Linked DNA regions of Rattus norvegicus: region 1 is linked to region 2. The links are chromatin contacts, called in public Hi-C maps. All regions are on one chromosome and are shown on one strand. The core of a region is the stretch at or near the end of the contact, and the rest is flanking DNA. Distances in the headings are between cores, read along the strand shown.

Region 1 (3,068 bases), core at 316-2,815, 90 kb after region 2:
CCCAGTCTCCTTTGCGTGGGGGCGTGACAGAAACCACTCAGACAGATAAACAGTGTGGACAGGTGCCGGCAGCTGCAACAGCCCAGCCCCCGACTGCCCACGGACCTGAGGTAAGAGACCCAGTTCATGCTGGGCCAGAAACCGACCTGGTAGTACACGGGGTTCACGGCCTGCAGCCTCAGGGGTTCTTGCTGCAGAGATGGTTGGCAGCCTCACATGGTCCCTGTATCTTACACCTGTAGGTGTAAGATTTTTTTCAGATGGCCAGAGAGCACATGACTTATTTTTGTAGTAGAAGAATTGGCACCAACAGGGTAACTGAGTGACCAAAGTGCATAGAGGTAGAGGCCTCACAGCTTGGAGCAACTGCCTGGCTTCCTATATCAGTGTTCCTATGCACACTGGGCTCTCTGCTTCAGAGAGAGCTGAGTTACTCTGGTCCCTTCAGATGGACAGCAACCATTTGGACCTATGCTGGGAATGAAATCAGGGTGCCATAGATCTCTGTCTTCAGGTGTGCCGTTAAAGGGAATCCAGCATTAAGTCAGAAGGGCAACAGCTTTAGGCTTGAACCCTGACGTTTGCCATTTTGAGGTTTGTTACTAGTGAAAGTGTGTTGCTCACTCGGTTCTGAGCTGAGGTTGTGGCCAACAGACTGGGTAGGGTTGCTAAGTAGTTATGCCTTCCTTTTTCGTCGTCGTCCTCTCGGCAGCTCGTCCCCTGGGTCACTGGCATTGTTCTTGAGGATGAGTCCACATTTCCTGCCTGCGTCAGAGTCCTGATTGTTTTTGACCTCTACTTGTGTTCACTTTCACTGTAGTTAATGTGGGATACTGGAAATCTCTCTCCTTTCTTGGAGATGTGTTTCCTATGTAGGTAATGTTTCTCCAGTACAAGTCAAAACAACACATCGGTCAGAGATCTTAGAAAATGTAAGCCAACAAGGCCGTTAGTGGGGAACCACCTAGGCAGCCATCTTCCTCACCTTCTAGGTGACTAGAAGATAGATCAGAAGAGCAAGGGACCTGGCCTGCACCCAGACACAGGCAGCTCCCAGATGCTTCACTGCATTCTCCAATGAGAGGTTAAGCGGAAAGGAGACATTCAGTAACAACAAACAGACCCAGCGGCCCACACCCTTCCTGTGCACGCCGCTGCCTGCCAACGCACAGGCACAGAGCATCCAGTTAATCCTCAGAGCAACCCATGAGGTGGGCAGGCAGGCTGTCCTTTCCCCATATTTCAGGCAAGGTGCCGAGAACTGTCGAGCTTCCAAGTATTTAAACCCTGGCCCTTTTATTTCAGAGCTCTGGGAGCCTTGTGTATGCTGGGCAGGTGCTCTCCCAATGTCCCAGTGTTCTTAATACTCTATTTGTTAAGTAGAGTGTGCTGGAGAGTGAAACCAGGGTCTCAAGCACACTGAGCACTTGCTCCCTCCCTCACAGAAGTCCACACAGCCCTTATCCTCACACTTTGAAAATGTGTGGCTTTGGGCTTTGGGGATGTGTTGTCCTGGCCAGGTGGTGTCTGGAATATTTGGAGTGCCAGGGCAGCAGGGTCATTCATTCATGGCACCGTGCCTCTGCCCTTTGTCTCTTGCAGCGATCTCAGTCTCCAGCTGCCTCTGACTGCTCATCCTCGTCCTCCTCGGCCAGCCTGCCGTCCTCTGGCAGGAGCAGTCTGGGTAGCCATCAGCTCCCCAGGGGTTACATACCCATCCCCGTGATACATGAGCAGAACATCACCCGGCCAGCAGCCCAGCCCTCCTTCCACCAAGCCCAGAAGACCCACTACCCAGCTCAGCAGGGTGAATACCAGCCCCAGCAGCCTGTGTACCACAAGATCCAGGGGGACGACTGGGAGCCCCGGCCTCTTCGGGCCACATCTCCATTCAGGTCACCTGTCAGAGGTGCATCCAGCCGGGAGGGCTCTCCAGCCAGAAGCGGCACACCGGTTCACTGCCCATCACCCATCCGTGTGCACACGGTGGTTGACAGGCCTCAGGTACGGAGAGTCATGGTTCACAGAAACACAGGTGGCTGAGGCAAGCCGAGAGGTTCTGCAGATGCCCTGGGATTCCTCAAAGCCCTGCCTTGTCAGCATAGCACAACTAGAGACAAATGGAATTCTAGAAGCTGCTGGTCTTTGATGCTCAGGGACAGAGGGGGAGGGAGAGCCTATGGTAAGGCTGTCACTCAGTGCTATCACTCTCACCTCTATGGCCATGTTCCTTAGTGTGCACCACACCTTTCCTCTCCCCATCCCCCCCAACACATACTCTAACCACACTGTGCACTTCAGTTTAAGAGGGGCATTGTTTCTCTTTCTCTATTTCTGTTCTACAAGCCATTCTCTTGATCCCTCTGGGGCATTTGCTCAGGCTGGACCTGTTCTATAAAATAAAAGACCAGTGCAGTCCCCCATCCCTTTGCCTTCTAAGGGATGCCCACCTAGTCTCTCCTCTAAAAGCAACTCCTTTCCCTTCATGCCTTGCACGAGTTCCTTCGGGTTCAGTCCGTGATTATCTTGTGCAATCCAGATGGTCCTCTTATCTCATAAGCTCCGAGCCTGACAGCAAGGGACCTTGTCTGAGACATTCCCCTTTTGCAGTAGGGTATTGTGGTCCTTGGCCACATTGGTGGACAGTAGTGGAAAGCCATTGTGGTCTGGTGGACATCATGGTCACGGCCCTGCGCATCCTCCAGTGAAGCTAGAGATGTTACTGAAACCAGACACCTGCAGCTCAGAGACAGGAAAGGACACTCACTCCCGGCTGTAACATTGAGCAGCTGAATTACTCCTTATCACGGTTTTAAAAGTGAACTCTCCCTATGAGATATTTCCAAAGATCCAAATGTAGAATGTCTTTCTCTTACAGTGATATTATCTCAGTCCTGGAAACAGGAAATCCTCAACTTTTGTTTGTTTTTGCATGCATTGTGCATATGTGTCTGTGATACATGTTTTGTGCATGTACACGCACATCCTTATGAAGGCCCATGGTCAATGGGAGTCTTTCTTGATCTGTCACCACCTTTTACACTGAAGCAGGGTCTCTCACTTGAACC
Region 2 (3,442 bases), core at 433-2,932:
GGAAGGCAGAAATGGAAAAATCACACACACACACACACACACACACACACACACACACACACACACACGCAAAGATTTTTTTCATTCAGGGGTATGGTACGTTTAGGATGTTTTCAAGTTCCCCAAACCAGATGTTAAGAGAAATAAAAATGTAAAGTATAAACAATGCTTAAAAAAAAGTATCAACGCTGAATAAAGATATGGACCTTCTTTAATAAACATATTCCTGCTACGAACGAAGCTCTGAGAAGCTTAGAGGTTCTCAACGTCTATCTACCGTCTTGCATTCCCCAAAAAGTACTTTCCCCATCAGCCGACCCAGCCAAGTGGACTCTGATCATCATATCAATCAATACTAGGCAGAGGGAGGCAAGAGAGACAAAGCAGCAAGCTGACTCTGTGTAGTTACTCCAGGCAGGAGTAGTAGGCCTGAAGAGGCTGGGAAAACCCAAGGTGCTCACTTTAAACAATGAATTGGAAATTACTCAGATGCAGGGGGGAAAAAAAAGACTGCCACACTATTTGGAAAGGAATACAGACGCTGAGTCATCACTCTGCATTGGGGAAAAGAAGGAAACGCCAATTAAGCGGTTGGAAGATGCGATTCATTCATTAGATTGGGCTTCAGGTGAAACCCGACAGCTAAACCGCGAAAAATAGCACTCAAAAGACACGCATCAAATAGCGGGAGCAGACATCCTTTTATCGAACTCTGATGGTCCGGACGCACAAACGGATTTAGGAAGCGGCATCACTAACTGAGTGAAAGGAGTTTAACTGGTTGTCAGTTTGGCGCAGTGAGCGCTCAAAGTAAACTTCGTTATCCAAGGGACAGAGGTGGTGCACGGCAGCAAAAGGCAATCACTTTGGCACTTCAAAAGCAGCAGGCGCTAGGCGGGTGTTTCTGACAGCGTGGGGCACGTGGGGCAGAAAGAGACAAGGGGTTCCTCTGGTTAAAGAGTGGTAGGCTGGGGAGAAGGACTCGGACCGACTGAGACTGAGGACGTGGACTGCTGAGGACGTGGACTGAGGCTGAGTGTTCACGCCAAAGGATGCAGCAGCAGTCCCACCCCCGCCAAGCCCTGCCCCCGTGGGGACCCATAGCTCCTGGCTCAGCCCGGAGCCCCCCAAAAACAGGGAGAATAGGAGCTCTCCCGTGCCTGACAGCCTCAGCCGTGCACAAGCCCAGCCAAGAGTGTGCAAAAAAGGGGTCGGGAGGAAAAGGTCGAGACAAGCCCTAGACCCTAGGAAGTGACTGTATTTGGGGGGGAAGGGAGGGTTTCCTTCTCTGGGAAGGGGGACAGATGAGGAATGCACTTCACAGCCGCGCCACCGCGAGGCCCGGCTCTCCGCTTCTAGTCCCGGTCTCCGGCTCTCCCTCCCTTAGCATCCCGCAGTGCCCGGGCCACTCGGTGCCTGGCACTCCGGGTCTCGGGTACTCACAGAGTCCGGGGCTGTCCGTCGTCTTCCATCATGGTGGGTGCGACGGAGTGATCCCGGGACAAGGGGGAGGGCAGGGCTGGGGAGGGGAGGGGGCGGGAAGGAAGGGGAGGGGGACTCCGGGCGCCGGCTGGGGACAGAGGAAAAGGTACTGAACCCGGCTCTTGGGCTCGCTCCCCCCAGCCCGCTCCGGACACTGCGCTCCAACCAGGAGGAGCAGGAGGAGGAGGAGGATGAACAAAATGGCCGCCACCACCAGCCAGGCAGGAAACGCGGCAGGGCGCAGGCGCAGCCCGCCAGGTCACTGCTCAGGCCAGCTGCGACGGCCTGTCCGGCAAAAGTGGCTGAAGAGACAGAAAGCCTGGCCAAAGAGTACACCCTACGACTGGACACAACGGACCACGTAGTCGCTGTGGTTCTGCTGGCCGGCGAAGCCCTAACCAGCTCCAAGACAGATCCAAAACAGAGAAAAGCCGCGAAATCAAGTCTCTGGGAATTGCGGTCCCGGGAAAGTGGGGGAAGCCCTTCTCCAGTGGCCTTCTGGGAACTGTAGTTCAAGGAAGACCCAGAGCTTGCCGGAGCGCGAAGGAGAGGTTTCTGGGTAGTGTAGTCGTACGTGAGGACGTGCCGCGACAAAGTAGTCGGCGTGCCGGGAGAGAGCGAGGAATAAAAGGCGGGTGGTCGAAATGAGAGAGGAGCTGTCCGGGAAGTAAACTACAAATCCCAGAGTGCCTCGCGCCGGGGCCCGCCCCAGGATCGCTCCTAGCATCTTAAGGCTTTTCTGTTGGTCCAGTGTGAGCTTCTGCTCCGCCTCCGTCCAGCCCCAGAGCGGTTTCTTCAACTGCGGATCAGGCGGTGTGCTGGCTCCGCGTGGTTCTCCAGCTAGTCGGCCTCGTCCGCCTCTGCCCTCAGAACTGCTGGTCCGTGTTCAACAACCGACGCCTCACGCGACGGGCAGGAGAGAAGCAACTCTGAACCCTGAGGGATGTGGCGGACATCGGGCTACACCGAAGCCAGCCTGGTCTTTGAGCACGTGTTCCGACCAGATAGGCCTTTCTAGACTATACCGCTTGTAACTTGCTTTACAAGTTCCACAAGGATCTCTACCCATTATCTCATCGAATTAGTGGGTAAAGCGGCAAAAGAGCAGCCCCTCATGCAAATGACTTGCGCCTCCACCGCTCTTTCAAATCCCTAGTTAAAACTAAAATATTCGCGTGGTGGCGCACAGTACTGCTGAGCAGGAGGATAATGGATTTAAGGCCAGCCTTGAAATAGATAAGATCTTATCAAAAACTAATAATCAGTGAAAACAGCAAAGAGGCTCAAGGACCAGATCTGGTGCTAAAACATAGCCTGGAGTTAGGTAGTGAGGGACATGGATTGCTAGTATTGAGTTGCTAAAGCAAGAGAGGAGACAGAAATCATGACAATCTACTGGAAGCTGAGCGGTAATGCTCACTGTTAATGACAGGAGGCAGAGACAGGCAGATCTCCGAGTTTGAGGCCAGCCTGGTCTACAGAGTGAGATCCAAGGGATGGAGTGTTAGACATAGGTATAAAACTACATTAGTCATAACCATAACTCTTCATTGGCCCATGCCTAGCCCAATGTACATTTGTTACTATGGCAACAAATTATAAATTTAAACCAACATGCATTATCTTAACAGTCCTAGAGATCAGAAAGGCACATTCAGCCAGGCATACGGTACATGTCTGCAAATCCAGCTCTCAAGAAGTGGATCAGGGGGTTGGGGATTTAGCTCAGTGGTAGAGCGCTTGCCTAGGAAGCGCAAGGCCCTGGGTTCGGTCCCCAGCTCCGGAAAAAAAAAAAAAAAAAGAAGTGGATCAGATGGGTGTCTCCTGAGAGGTTCTGCCAGACCCCTACTGATACAGATGAGGATGCTTGCAGCTAACCATTGAACTGAACAAGGGGACCCCAGTGGAGGAGTTGAGAAACGACTGAAGGAGCTGAAGGGGTTTGCAACACCAAAGGAAG

What was found. Hi-C and Micro-C count contacts between places; a contact is called where the count stands out from the background.
Region 1: a contact with region 2 is called in a Hi-C map of mammary epithelial cells, with 1.6 times the contacts expected there. The contact joins the enhancer-like site here to the promoter of Tial1 in region 2. A contact is called at or near these places in 2 of 12 Hi-C or Micro-C datasets (kidney and mammary epithelial cells).

The regions. Positions count from the first base shown.
Region 1 is chr1:192,550,401-192,553,468 of GRCr8, forward strand. Bag3 (BAG cochaperone 3) reads left to right here. Exons shown (of 4, transcript NM_001011936.1): 2 at 1-110; 3 at 1,603-2,004. Among named protein-coding and RNA genes, the nearest start is that of Bag3, 18 kb to the left of the region's middle. Within about 2 kb of position 1,566, at least 5 of the 93 cell types and tissues checked have an H3K27ac peak or open chromatin away from gene starts, as enhancers often do.
Region 2 is chr1:192,460,148-192,463,589 of GRCr8, forward strand. Tial1 (Tia1 cytotoxic granule-associated RNA binding protein-like 1) reads right to left here and starts at 1,683. Exons shown (of 12, transcript NM_001013193.1): 1 at 1,444-1,683. The coding sequence starts at 1,475.